2 separate regions of the Mus musculus genome follow, and region 1 is linked to region 2. The links are chromatin contacts, called in public HiChIP or PLAC-seq maps. All regions are on one chromosome and are shown on one strand. Each heading gives the region's core, a stretch centred on a gene start, on an enhancer-like site or on the middle of the called end of the contact. The rest is flanking DNA. Distances are from core to core; before and after follow the strand shown.

Evidence for each region. HiChIP or PLAC-seq counts read pairs in DNA pulled down with a chosen protein or histone mark.
Region 1: an HNF4G HiChIP or PLAC-seq map of pancreatic cancer cells shows a contact between it and region 2. The contact joins two enhancer-like sites. A contact is called at or near these places in 1 of 39 promoter capture datasets (liver), 1 of 15 datasets of contacts at CTCF or cohesin (the NIH/3T3 cell line), 2 of 115 datasets of contacts at active chromatin or transcription factors (bone marrow-derived macrophages and pancreatic cancer cells) and 2 of 9 other capture datasets (adipose tissue and liver).

Annotation. Positions count from the first base shown.
Region 1 is chr3:10,338,333-10,344,129 of GRCm38.p6, forward strand. Zfand1 (zinc finger, AN1-type domain 1) reads right to left here. Exons shown (of 8, transcript NM_025512.3): 7 at 2,662-2,817; 8 at 1,624-2,573. The coding sequence ends at 2,403. Among named protein-coding and RNA genes, the nearest start is that of Slc10a5, 5.6 kb to the left of the region's middle. Within about 2 kb of position 4,404, at least 302 of the 459 cell types and tissues checked have an H3K27ac peak or open chromatin away from gene starts, as enhancers often do. A contact at or near this core is called in pancreatic cancer cells, where this site is marked.
Region 2 is chr3:10,037,897-10,043,761 of GRCm38.p6, forward strand. Gm33365 (a long non-coding RNA gene) reads right to left here. Exons shown (of 4, transcript XR_387544.2): 4 at 5,397-5,704. Among named protein-coding and RNA genes, the nearest start is that of Gm33365, 24 kb to the right of the region's middle. Within about 2 kb of position 4,610, at least 20 of the 459 cell types and tissues checked have an H3K27ac peak or open chromatin away from gene starts, as enhancers often do. A contact at or near this core is called in pancreatic cancer cells, where this site is marked.

The DNA.
Region 1 (5,797 bases), core at 3,154-5,653, 300 kb after region 2:
ACTGTAAGCCTACCATTTCATTAGGCAACTTAATGTGAACCTGAGATTTCTGCCCTTCAGAGTGTTTATTTGGACATAGGGAGGTAGGGGACTGAGATTCCACCCACACCTTGTTCTCTTTAGATTATTAACCTGCCAATGCTTAGTGCCAAGGATGCTCGCTCATCCTGACGTCCTCCAGCCCCGTGGGCTCCATCCCTAGGACGGGCCTAGCTTATGGACTGTGTACTCACTGTCGTAGGTTCCTCTCTGGATAGACTTGTCTCTCATCTGCTCACTGGGAAAAGACATTTTTCATCCTTTCTAGGTGTCAATTCCAGTCAGCCTCGGTTGTGAGTAGCCCTGGCGCTATTTGAAATCTGATGTTAATTTAACTAATCTAAGAGGGGCTGTCTGGAGGAGTGAATCACGTATCCAGGACTTCATGTGACCTTTCTAATCACTGGGTGAGTAGGCGGGACTTCTGGGTAAGAGGCAGAAGAGAGATAGGGGCTTTTGATCAGGGAGAGTGGGAGGCAAGATGCAGCTACAAGTGACCCCTGGAGGATTTAGAATTAATACGGCTAACAAGATTAGGATGCTAGTTGTTGCGCCCAGTGATTGAGTTAGCATTGATTCTGAACTAAGTTTGTGTGGTGTTTTCCTTCACAAGGTGGCTCAACTGGGTTCCAGAGAGAAAGATATGGCAGCAAAGTGTGGCTTTGCGAGAAGTGCACCCCAAAAAGGCTATGGGAATTTTCAAGTGTGGGGCTGGCGTGGTATTAACCCACCAGTGGGAACTTAGCAAGCTGGATGGAGAGATTTCGGAGCTCTGAGGCAGAGTCTCCACGAGATGAGAACAGGCCAGCCATGCCTGCCTGTGCCAGGCCTGCCAGCCCTCCAGGGCCTGCTGGTGTAGTGTGAATTGAATTTTTTAATACTTCCTGAAACAAGCCTCGCCTGCCATCTTCTCAGTAGGTATTATTTTTCTGGCATATTCAATTTTCATTCAATTAGAGGTGCTGGCCACCTACTAGGTCCAAAATGGAGATTAAAGTACTGCTTGGTATTAAAACTTCTGGTATCTCAAAAAAAAAAAAAAAGAAAAAAAGAAAGAAAGAAAGTAAGTTCCAGGACAGCCAGGGCTTTACAGAGAAATTGTGTCTCGAAAAATTAAAAAAAAAAAAAAAAAAAAAAGGTGATTTCTAACTCTAGTTTGATAGTTTCCAATAAAACAGCTCTTGTAACATGGCTATACTGCCTATTCACTTATCTGCAACTTGCCTTACAACTCTGTCTGCTAGTTCCAAGTTTATCTTCTGCCTAAGTGTGGCTTCTTGTGCCCACATTGGCAATCAGACACTTTTGTTTTAAGTAGGCACACAGGTAACTATAAAGGAATGAATTTAGAGTCTGATAAAAGCAAGAAATTATCACTGTTTATGGTCTGAACATGAAAAGATGGAGCTGACAAAGACCAAATGAGCATGCTCAGCTTACTCTTTAATTAACCTACTGCTCCCTCCCACAGTGTATGTAGGCCTTCATCTAGTGTGGACAGAAGACACTCATTCTCCTCAGGTGTAGACAGAAGGCATTCCCCAAGAGGACTTATTTCAACTTATAGATCAAATGCAATAATTGTCTCGCTTTGTTACAGGAAGCATAGACTGTAACAAAATCAGTTTATTCGAGTGAAGTTCTCATTTGTAATACATTCACACACACAAAAAGTTGAATCCTACTAGAGAAAACTCCTTACCAGAAACATATCCAGTGCAATTACATGATACCAAAAAAATTACGTTCCCTTCTTAGGTATGTGGTGTCTTATCACACACCTTATCCTGGAAGACTGAATGAGAGGATCTGCAAGAGTCTGCAATTCATGCGTCATGATTTAGGTATCCAGTAAGGCTATGTATTCTGGACATAATATGAGGTTTAATCATAGGACTTCCTTTAAATAATATTGGTAAGTACCACTTGTACGACCCCTCCAAAGAGTCTGCCATCTGCAGCTTCCTCTGCCGTAGAATGGCAAAATCACAAAAAGGTGGGTGTTGTGTGAGCGGGATCTCGGAGGGAAGGCAGTACAGGCTGTGACACAGCAGCCAGTCAATGGCTGCCATTAGTCTACCAGGAAAGACACTTTTGCTGATATTTCTACAGCCTAACCCAGAAACAGCTAATAAAATACTTCGCCAGTAATTGTCAACACATAATTAAACACCAACATGGAACCTAGTAGAAAACTACTGGTGTAAATTAGGACCTAATGGAAATAAATTCTAAGACAGCAACTTTGAGAGTTTTAAAAAAGTATCTGTAGTAAAACAAACAAAACAAACACAACAAAGCTGACTGTCTACTGATAGTGGTTTCTGCTTATAAGGATTCTGCTGGCTTGAATCCTTGAATGACTATTCCAAGTAAGAGTCAACATTTTTTAAAAACTGTTCTTCATCGTTAAGATATTCCAAGATAACATTTCCTCCATTATATAAAGGGCACTCCTCCTTCGTGATCCACCTTTCCAATGTGTGATCCAATGGCAGGGCTTCTCCTGAAGGGACATGACACAGCCTCAGCTTCTGGTGAGAGAGAGAGAAGGCGCACAGGGTGAGGCCCACTTGCAGACATATCCCAACACTTGAAGGAAAAGGGGTCACCGGACATTACCTTCGCTGTCAGCTTGTTGTTTTCATTCCTGAGATTAGCGAGAGAAGCTGCAAAGTCCACAACCTTCCCGATGCTCCACCGCAGGCAAAAGAACATGGCTTTGCTTTTTTCCTTGCTCCCCTTTGGCAAGTAGACCTGGAAGTATGTTCTTTCTGTCTGTGTAATTAAAAGTTACCATACAGATCAGACACACGCGAGAGGAGGCATTCCTTATTCAGCTAGCGGTTCCTTAACTCTTCTTTTGTCAACACAGAATAGCCTATGACGTCAGTTCTGGTCAGAAGAACCCATCATGTAGCCTACCTACCTAACTGCACGTCCCAAAGACTCAAAACCCTAGCCAGGTTATCTGCATAACCAAGTTGTACGGCCTTTTTATGTCCAGGGACTGGGTGCAGAGGAACTCTTTTTTTCTTTGTTGAGTTCCAGAGACTCAGACTTGGACCACAGGCTTCCCTCATATCTCCCCTGCATTCCCAAGTTAAGAATGAGTTCAACATGAACAGAGAGAAATCAAGAAGACTGACGGCTCATTCAACAACACCAGAATCCCTCAACATGTTCCCTCTGTTTCGTTCTGTGAGGAATTAAACTTGTTTCAACTGTACTCCTTGGAATCAAGGTCCTGTCACTTGAGAGACAAGGCTTCTTGATACAAAAACACTTATTTTATGTGAAAGACATAAAAGGTATGTCAGAGGTTTGAGATTTTTTGAGAACGAAAGTGAAAAACTAAAGTACAGAAAAGCCCCAGAAAGAGAGTTTAGTAACACAACAGGGTTTCAGAAACAGTGTCTCTAGCATAAGCTGTGTCTCACTTGTCTTCTCCAGCTGCATTCTGTTATTTAATTATCTTTATTAAAAAATAAGTGGGAGGGCTGGAGAGATGGCTCAGTAGATAAGAGCACTGACTGCTCTTCCAGAGGTTCTGAGTTCAATTCCCAGAAACCACATGGTGGCTCACAACCATCTGTAATGGGATCTGATGCCCTCTTCTGGTGTGTCTGAAGACAGCTACAGTGTACTCACATATATTAAATAAAATAAAAAATAAGTGGGAATAGAATATTCCCTGATTCCTAAACACTGCGTTAGGGAGGCATCTTCACAGGTCAAGTCCTGTACAATAAGAATCCCCTAAGTGAGGTGTTTCTAATGGAAATGTTGGGAAATAATCGAAGTTATCTTAAGGAATAATACAGTCAAAACAACTCCTGTCTAATCAGAAAGGAATTTAGATTTGCTGAGGGTCAGTGCAATGAATCATAGCTAAAAAGCATTCGGAGAAAAAGAAAATCAGTGTAAACCTAAGCTTTGGTCCTTGTCTGTAACCAGCAGTCCCTGTTCTAAAAGGAAAGCAGTAAGAACAGGCAGGAAGAGAAAACTAAAGCTACCAGACTCTAAAAGTATGTCTGGGATCAAAAACAGACTAACAGGCAGCTGGAGCAGGAGGTTCCTGGGTGCTGAGTGCTGCCCTAAGCACATCAGTACAGAGAAAGGCACAAAAGCACAGAGAACTCGTCCGACTCAACGGCTGCAACTGCAGCAGCCTCAGAACCACACAGGTGCCACTCAGCTCCCTCAGCTGATGCTCTCAGTGAGTGGCCAGAAGACAAGGCGGGGATGGGAAGTCAGGGCAGAGAAATACACAAGAAGCCCTGTAGGGGGTGGTTCTGATGTGCTTAGATCGATCCGGAATCTACCTGTGAACCATCAGCGTCCTGTTCCCCAATTGGTTCTTGATCTATCAATAAAGATGCTAGTGGCCAATGGCTGGGCGGAAGAGGCGGAACTTCCAGGTTCCAGCACGCAGGCTAGGAGATGCAGGAGGAAGAAAGATTTGCCATGCTTCTGAGGGAAAGAGAGCCACTAGCCATATGAGATCTCGGATGGAGTGGCCATTGGCCGCTTCCTCAACTGGGCCTGGGGTAGCAGGCGGGAGATTAGAAATGCAACTAAGCTGAGGGCAGATTTACGATGCTGAGCAACTGGGCAACTAAGCTGAGAGAAGATTTAGAGGTGTTGAGCTGAGAGTGGAAGGTAAGGACATGTTAGCCAAGGGGTGCCCGGCCATTGAGTTAAAAAGCATATTAAAAATAAGCTTGTGTGTGTTTCATCTGTGGAACTAAGGGAACCTGGGCGGTGGCTGGTAGCATGGTCTGCCCAGAGCTTAAGGCAAGGAAGTAGAAACTAAACTACAAACCCTTCAAAGTCAAGGTGAACTTGTAGAATCAATACACTTAAAATTCAAAATTAAGCAACTAACAGCAGAAATCTAAAGACAGAATGTCATTGGGATGTACAGTGAGATACATTACCCACAAAAAGGAACACACTATAAAACAAGTGGAAATAAAACGAGATGTAAATATCCAAGAAGAAATGCAAAAGCTAAAAACATGGCTTCTAAACTAAGAAACTCAAACCAGATAAATTTCTATCATCCTCGATTTTTAAAAAAGGCTTAATTAATGATGGTGAATTTGAGCATCATCTAGAGGGCAGCGTAAAGCAGAACTGAGAACTTCAGACTCCTTGAGCAGCCTGGACTACACAAGAACCTATCTCAAAAAAAGAAAACAATCAAACACCACAATGGCCATAAGAGGAGACAGAATCAACATTCATCGATGGGAAAATGGCAAAAAGTCACATACTCCATGGAATATGACGCACACTTTCAAGGAAACATCAGCAGTGTGGGCACACTGGAGGGTCTTTTCTACTAAGCAATGGGATATAAATCAGAGAGATGATATTATCCATCTGAAACCCATTTTCCTTCATTTATAGCCCTCACCACTAGACATGTATTAAGTATATGTACGCACACACACATATATAATATAGAGAGAGCATATAATATATTCTGCTGGTCAGTTTTTGTTGACTTTACACAAACTAGAGACACCTGGAAAAAAGCCACAACTGAGGAAGTGCTGGCTCCATCAGACTGGGCTGTTGGCATGTCTGTATGGCATTTTCTAGATTGCTAGCTGATGGAGAAGGACCCAGCCCCATCCCATATGGGTGTGTCATCCCTGAGCAGGATGTTGTTTTGAGCTATATAGGAAAGCAGGCTGAGCAAGGCTTGCAGACAGCCAGTGAGCAATGTTCCTCCATGGCTCCAGCCTGA
Region 2 (5,865 bases), core at 3,360-5,859:
TCCTTTCAGCAAAATCTTGCTAGTGTATGCAATGGTGTCAGCATTTGGAAGCTGATTATGGGATGGATCCCTGGATATGGCAGTCTCTAGATGGTCCATCCTTTTGTCTCAGCTCCAAACTTTGTAACTCCTTCCATGGGTGTTTTGTTCCCAATTCTAAGAAGGGGCAAAGTGTCCACACTTTGGTCTTCATTCTTCTTGAGTTTCATGCATTTAGCAAATTGTATCTTATATCTTAGGAATTCTAAGTTTCTGGGCTAATATCCACTTATCAGTGAGTTCTTTTGTGATTGGGTTACCTCACTCAGGATAATGCCCTCCAGGTCCATTCATTTGCCTAGGAATTTCTTAAATTCATTCTTTTTAATAGCTGATTAGTACTCCATTGTGTAAATGTACCATATTTTCTGTATCCATTCCTCTGTTGAGGGGCATCTGGGTTCTTTCCAGCTTCTGGCTATTATAAATAAGGCTGCTATGAACATAGTGGAGCATGTGTCCTTCTTATCGGTTGTAACATCTTCTGGATATATGCCCAGGAGAGGTATTGCGGGATCCTCCGGTAGTACTATGTCTCCCTTTTCATTTCTGATTTTGTTAATTTGGATATTGTCTCTGTGCCCTCTGGTTAGTCTGGCTAAGTATTTATTTATCTTGTTGATTTTCTCAAAGAACCAGCTCCTGATTTTGTTGATTCTTTGTATAGTTCTTATTGTGTCTATTTGGTTGATTTTAGCCTTGAGTTTGATTATTTCCTGCTGTTTACTCCTCTTGGGTGAATTTGCTTCTCTTTGTTCAAGAGCTTTCAGGTGTGCTGTCAAGCTGCTAGTGTAAGCTCTCTCCAATTTCTTTTTGGAGACACTTAATAGCTATGAGTTTTCCTCTTACCACTGCTTTCATTGTGTCCCATAAGTTTTAGGACTTCATTTTCATTAAATTCTAAAAGTCTTTAATTTCTTCCTTAGTCCGTGGTGATCTGACAGGGTGCATGGGATTATTTCAACCTTCTTGTATCTGTTGAGGCTTGTTTTATAACCAATTATATGGTCAATTTTGTACAAAGTATCATAAGGTTCTGAGAAGAAGGTATATTCTTTTGCTTTAGGATGAAATGTTCTATAAATGTCTGTTAAATCCATTCAGTTCATAACTTCTGTTAGTTTCACTGTGTCTCTGTTCACTTTTTGTTTCCATGATCTGTCCATTGATGAGAGTGGGGTGCTGAAGTCTCCCACTATTATTGTGTGGAGTGTGATATGTGGTTTGAGCTTTAGTAAAGTTTCTTTTATGAATGTGGGTGCCCTTGCATTTGGAGTGTAGATGTTCAGAATTGAGAGTTTATCTTGCTAGACTTTTCCTTTGACCAGTATCAAGTGTCCTTCCTTATCCTTTTTGATAACTTTTGGTTGAAAGTTGATTTTATTCAATATTAGAATGGCTACCCCAGCTTGTTTCATAGGATCATTTGCTTAGAAAATTGTTTTCCAGCATTTTACTCTGAGGTAGTGTCTGTCTTTATCCCTGACTAAAGGTGTGAGCCACCAAGCCCAGCTGAAAATTTCTTGACAGTCACAAGAAGAGGCTTCTATATCTGTGCTGCAATGGAAACACAGCGATCCTAAAATCATCATTACCTTCAGGCTGTGTGTAGATGGGGAGTAAGAAACATAAAGAAAACTGTGTGTTTAGATTTCAGTTCTACCGCAAGATATCTCATTACATTTATGAAAAAAATTCCAAAGCCTTCATTCCCCTCAGCTCAGAGTTCTAGATAATTTAGTTCCCAACATTTCAGACTAGGAATAACTTGCCTGTAACTACATACTTACATCCACATATGCATATGTATCTTACATAACCTACCCAGCCGTTCCTGAAATCAAGCATTCACATGCCTGCAGTGAAATATGTAAATATTCACATCAAACCAAGGCACATAAGAATAACATTAATTCATTGATTTAATAAATAATTTTAAAAATTCACCTGTGTTCCAGATAGTGTCTAAAGTTTAGAAATGGATTAGACATGAATATAGCTGATACTTCTGTTTTAAATCTTTCTCTTTTCCTCTTTGCACCCCCCCATACCTTACTCTTTAGTTGTTTGCTTATTTTGTTTATTTGATTTTTGTTCTGTGCTGCTGGGGAAAGATCTCAGGCCTTACACTAGGGCAGTACTCAGTCACTTAGCTATGTTCCAAGCATCTTTTATATTTACGTTAATAAAAGTTGTACATTTTTATAATGGGCAACATTGAACTATTGATATTTTTAGTCATGATGAAATGACTAAATCAAGCAAATTAACTTTTGCATTACAGCAGATAAGTATTTAAGGGGATGGTATGAAAATATATATTTATGTAAGCTTGCTCATGTTATGAGATGTGATTATTGCTACCATGATAATAAAATAACAAATAAAAACATAGCATTAGAAACAACAAACAGAAAAACAAGAGTCGATCCTAATAGACTAGCAGGAAGCATTCTGAGACATAGCTGACTTAGAAGTTCCCACTATCAGGTTTTTAGTAAGATGGCAGGGAGTTGCTGGCTCCTACCACAGGCTTCCCCCAAGCTCTTTGTGTTGATATTGAACAAGCCCTCTTAGAAGTTTCTAAAACTCACATTTGCTTTTGATTATTAAGGGGGCTTTATCGCTCTTTTAAGTATTTGCAGGATAAGATTTAGAAGACATAAAAATAACAGCATATTTTGGATACTTTCTGCTCCAAAGAATGATTACAGTACTGTTCATACCAGGTGCTAAGGTAAAATCTTTATATACATAATTTTACTAAATCCTTAAAAAACAAGCCATATACAAATGTGGCTTCCTTTTTGCAAACCAAGAAGTGTAGGCTGAGGAGCACAGTAGGCTGAGGAGCTGCACAGAGTCAGCTTGCTGGGATTCCCCACGCTGTAGCACTCCCATGGCCCTGCTGGCAAAGAACCAGACAAAGTGGATGAGTGGAAATGGCCTATCTTCATTTCCAGCTCGGATAGCTGACACAAAGCTGGCCATCTGAATAGCCTGGGGTCCTGCAGAGCTCTGTAGGTTTCTTCTTTTGCCCCTGCCTGTTTGCTATTCCTATCTCTCAGAGCACTCCCTAAAGCAAATCACTTGCACAAAAAATTCTTGCGTCAGAGTTTGCTCCTGAACACTTGGAAACTCCTGACCCACAGAAACCTTTAGAGAGATAAGGACATGATTGCTGTTTACCCACAGTATGGGGTGACTGTGGTACAGCAGCAGGTAGGCAGTCCCAGAAGACTGTGTGGCTGTATACAGCAAGATTCTCTCCAGCTTGTTACCTATGTCAGAGGGATCTACACCTCAACATATCCTGGTCATGTTGATGCATCCCACATAGGAACTTTTCTCTCCTTCTGTACTTCCATAGACAACAACAGCCTGTTCTCCAGAGTGTCTAGATATGGACACAGTAGAATGCCAGACCAGAGAGTCTGCTTTATGATAAATGGAGTATGGATGGCAAAAAGAGCCTGAAAGGAGTGTCTGGTCCTAATGCTGACTATCTGACTCAAAGTGTCTGGCTGACAGACTATGGAAACATTCTTAGCTTGTAGGTAAAGCTGGGCTGGGGTGCAGTCTTTTAGGACAGAGCAAGCATCACAAAATGGTTAGGTCACTAAATAGGAATTTTAGATAGGCTCAAGAACCAGAGGCCTCCTCAGTTCTCCAGTGGCCTCCTGGTGTGGACCATTGACCAAGCCAGCTCAGTCAGCCAACAGGGTCTCAAGGTGTGAGGAGCGGGTGTGACAGCAGTCCCAAGATGGCGCCTGGGACTGCAGCTAAGTCTTATGACTTGCACCTGATTTCCTCATACACCTGAAAATAAGCCGCGACCATCGTGAGAGCTGTGCAGGTGCACCATGATGCTGGCCGTGTAAACAAGTCCATATTTGGTGGAGACATGTCCCTGCCGCCCTGATTGGCTGAAGCTGCGTGCCTGGTGAGGTGACGTGGCCTGCCGTGAGTGGATGGGGGCTGAGAGTATATAAGAGTGAGAGGCCCGGGGTTCGGGGGAGAAAAAGATGAAGTGAGAGAGATGAAAACTGAAGCTTGCTGAATAAACTGCTGTTAGAAGAACTGGTGGTCGTGTCGTTCTTGCTGGTCGAGAGCGGACGCGACATCAAGGGAGAAAGTGAGGATTGAAAAGAAAAAGACAGTTAGACAACACTATAACCTGACTCCAGCCAGTGCTGCGGCTGAAGCAGCTTCATGTCTCTCCAGCCTGCTTTTATATCATTCTAAGTGCATCCAAAACACATGGTCAGTTCTTAGGTCAAAGACAAAGTCATCAAGTGAGTGGCAAACCAGATCACACAAGAGAGTAAGCAAGCAAAGTAGCAAGCAGAAGCATGACACAAGGTAATAGTTAAGTCAAGTAGCAAGCAAAGAGATCACACAAGCTAGTAATACAGCAAAGCCCCTTGGTCCCTGTTTCTGATATTCTTATCTGAGCCTACTGACAAATGCCAAATTCCTAGAAGAGGCACCAAAAGCTCTCAACAGACCATCTTAGGAAGGCCACCCTTGAACTACTAGAAGCCTGGCACTTTGAGATACCACATTCTCATGTTCACCTCTCCAGGGCTGCCTGGTGCCACCTGTCAGTATAAACAGCCTCCTGCCTGTAGACAGTCTGAGTCTAGACTTCCTGGTGTTCCTGGGGGGCCTGGCCAGGCGTGTGCTTTCCTCTCTCTCTGGCTTCCTCTCCTTTCTACTTCAGAATCTGACTTTTTCTCATTCTCCCTGGGCCACAAACAGAAGAAAAAGAAGGAACAATAAAGAGTTTTATTATTTGGACCAAATAAGAGATTCCTGATTAAACACAAATTTTAGATAAACAAAAGTTTTTATTGTAAGTCTGTTAAAGCCAATTCTTGAGATGAAGTTCCATTTGACCTTATTCATTGATAAGCCGAGTTCCCATGGCCTCGCTGGCTGATAGCACCACTCAGGACACTGATGGAGTGTATCTAGTTATGACTAATTATGTGGTCAACACTAAAGTTAACAAACCAGTTTACACCTGTAACTTCAATGCAAATACCAAAGTTGATGTGGTAAAGGGCAGGTCCCCTGACCACCCCTGCACTTGGCTGCTCAAGGTTCCTTTCAGAGATGACCATCCAGGTTCTTATTTGCTCTCTAGCTTTAGTCCCACACACAGGTGTGCCAGCTTGATGTCTCTTTTATGCCACCCTAGGACTTGCTGATGCTTTGTGGTTTTTACTTATTTGTTTTTTAATGATTGCACATTCCCTGAAAATGGCTCACTCAGCCATCAATCATTTCTTCTTTTCAACAACCAAATTCCAGTCCATGCCACTTGAGTTGAAAGAGATCCTGGAGTGCTGCAGACTTCCTGGGAGATGGACGTGCTAGACACTGCTGATGTCAAGGAAAGAAGTGGTGGTGGGGGGGGGGACGTGCTAGACACTGCTGATGTCAAGGAGAGAAGTGGGGGGTGGATTGAAGGCAATGCAAGGCAGGGTTCGACTGATGCCATCTGTTGCCAGCAATTTCCTGTTGGTCTGATGTGACCATGGGCCATCATGGATCAGAGATGGCTGTGGTGACTGCAGAATCCTGGGCCTCACTGGCATGGCAATGAGATGGGCAGAGAGTTCAGTGGTAGTTGAGTCATTGCAGTGGAACTGTTAGCACTCTGGAGCAAAAGAAGAATAAAATCATTACAGGAATTCTACCTGGAATTCTAGTTACCTGCTCCCTCCTGGCTCCAGCTGCATAGTGGTCCTAGGAGCAGTCAGTGCTTAGAGGACTTGGAAGGTTAATGATGGAGGGATTCCACACATGTGGCTTCTGTGA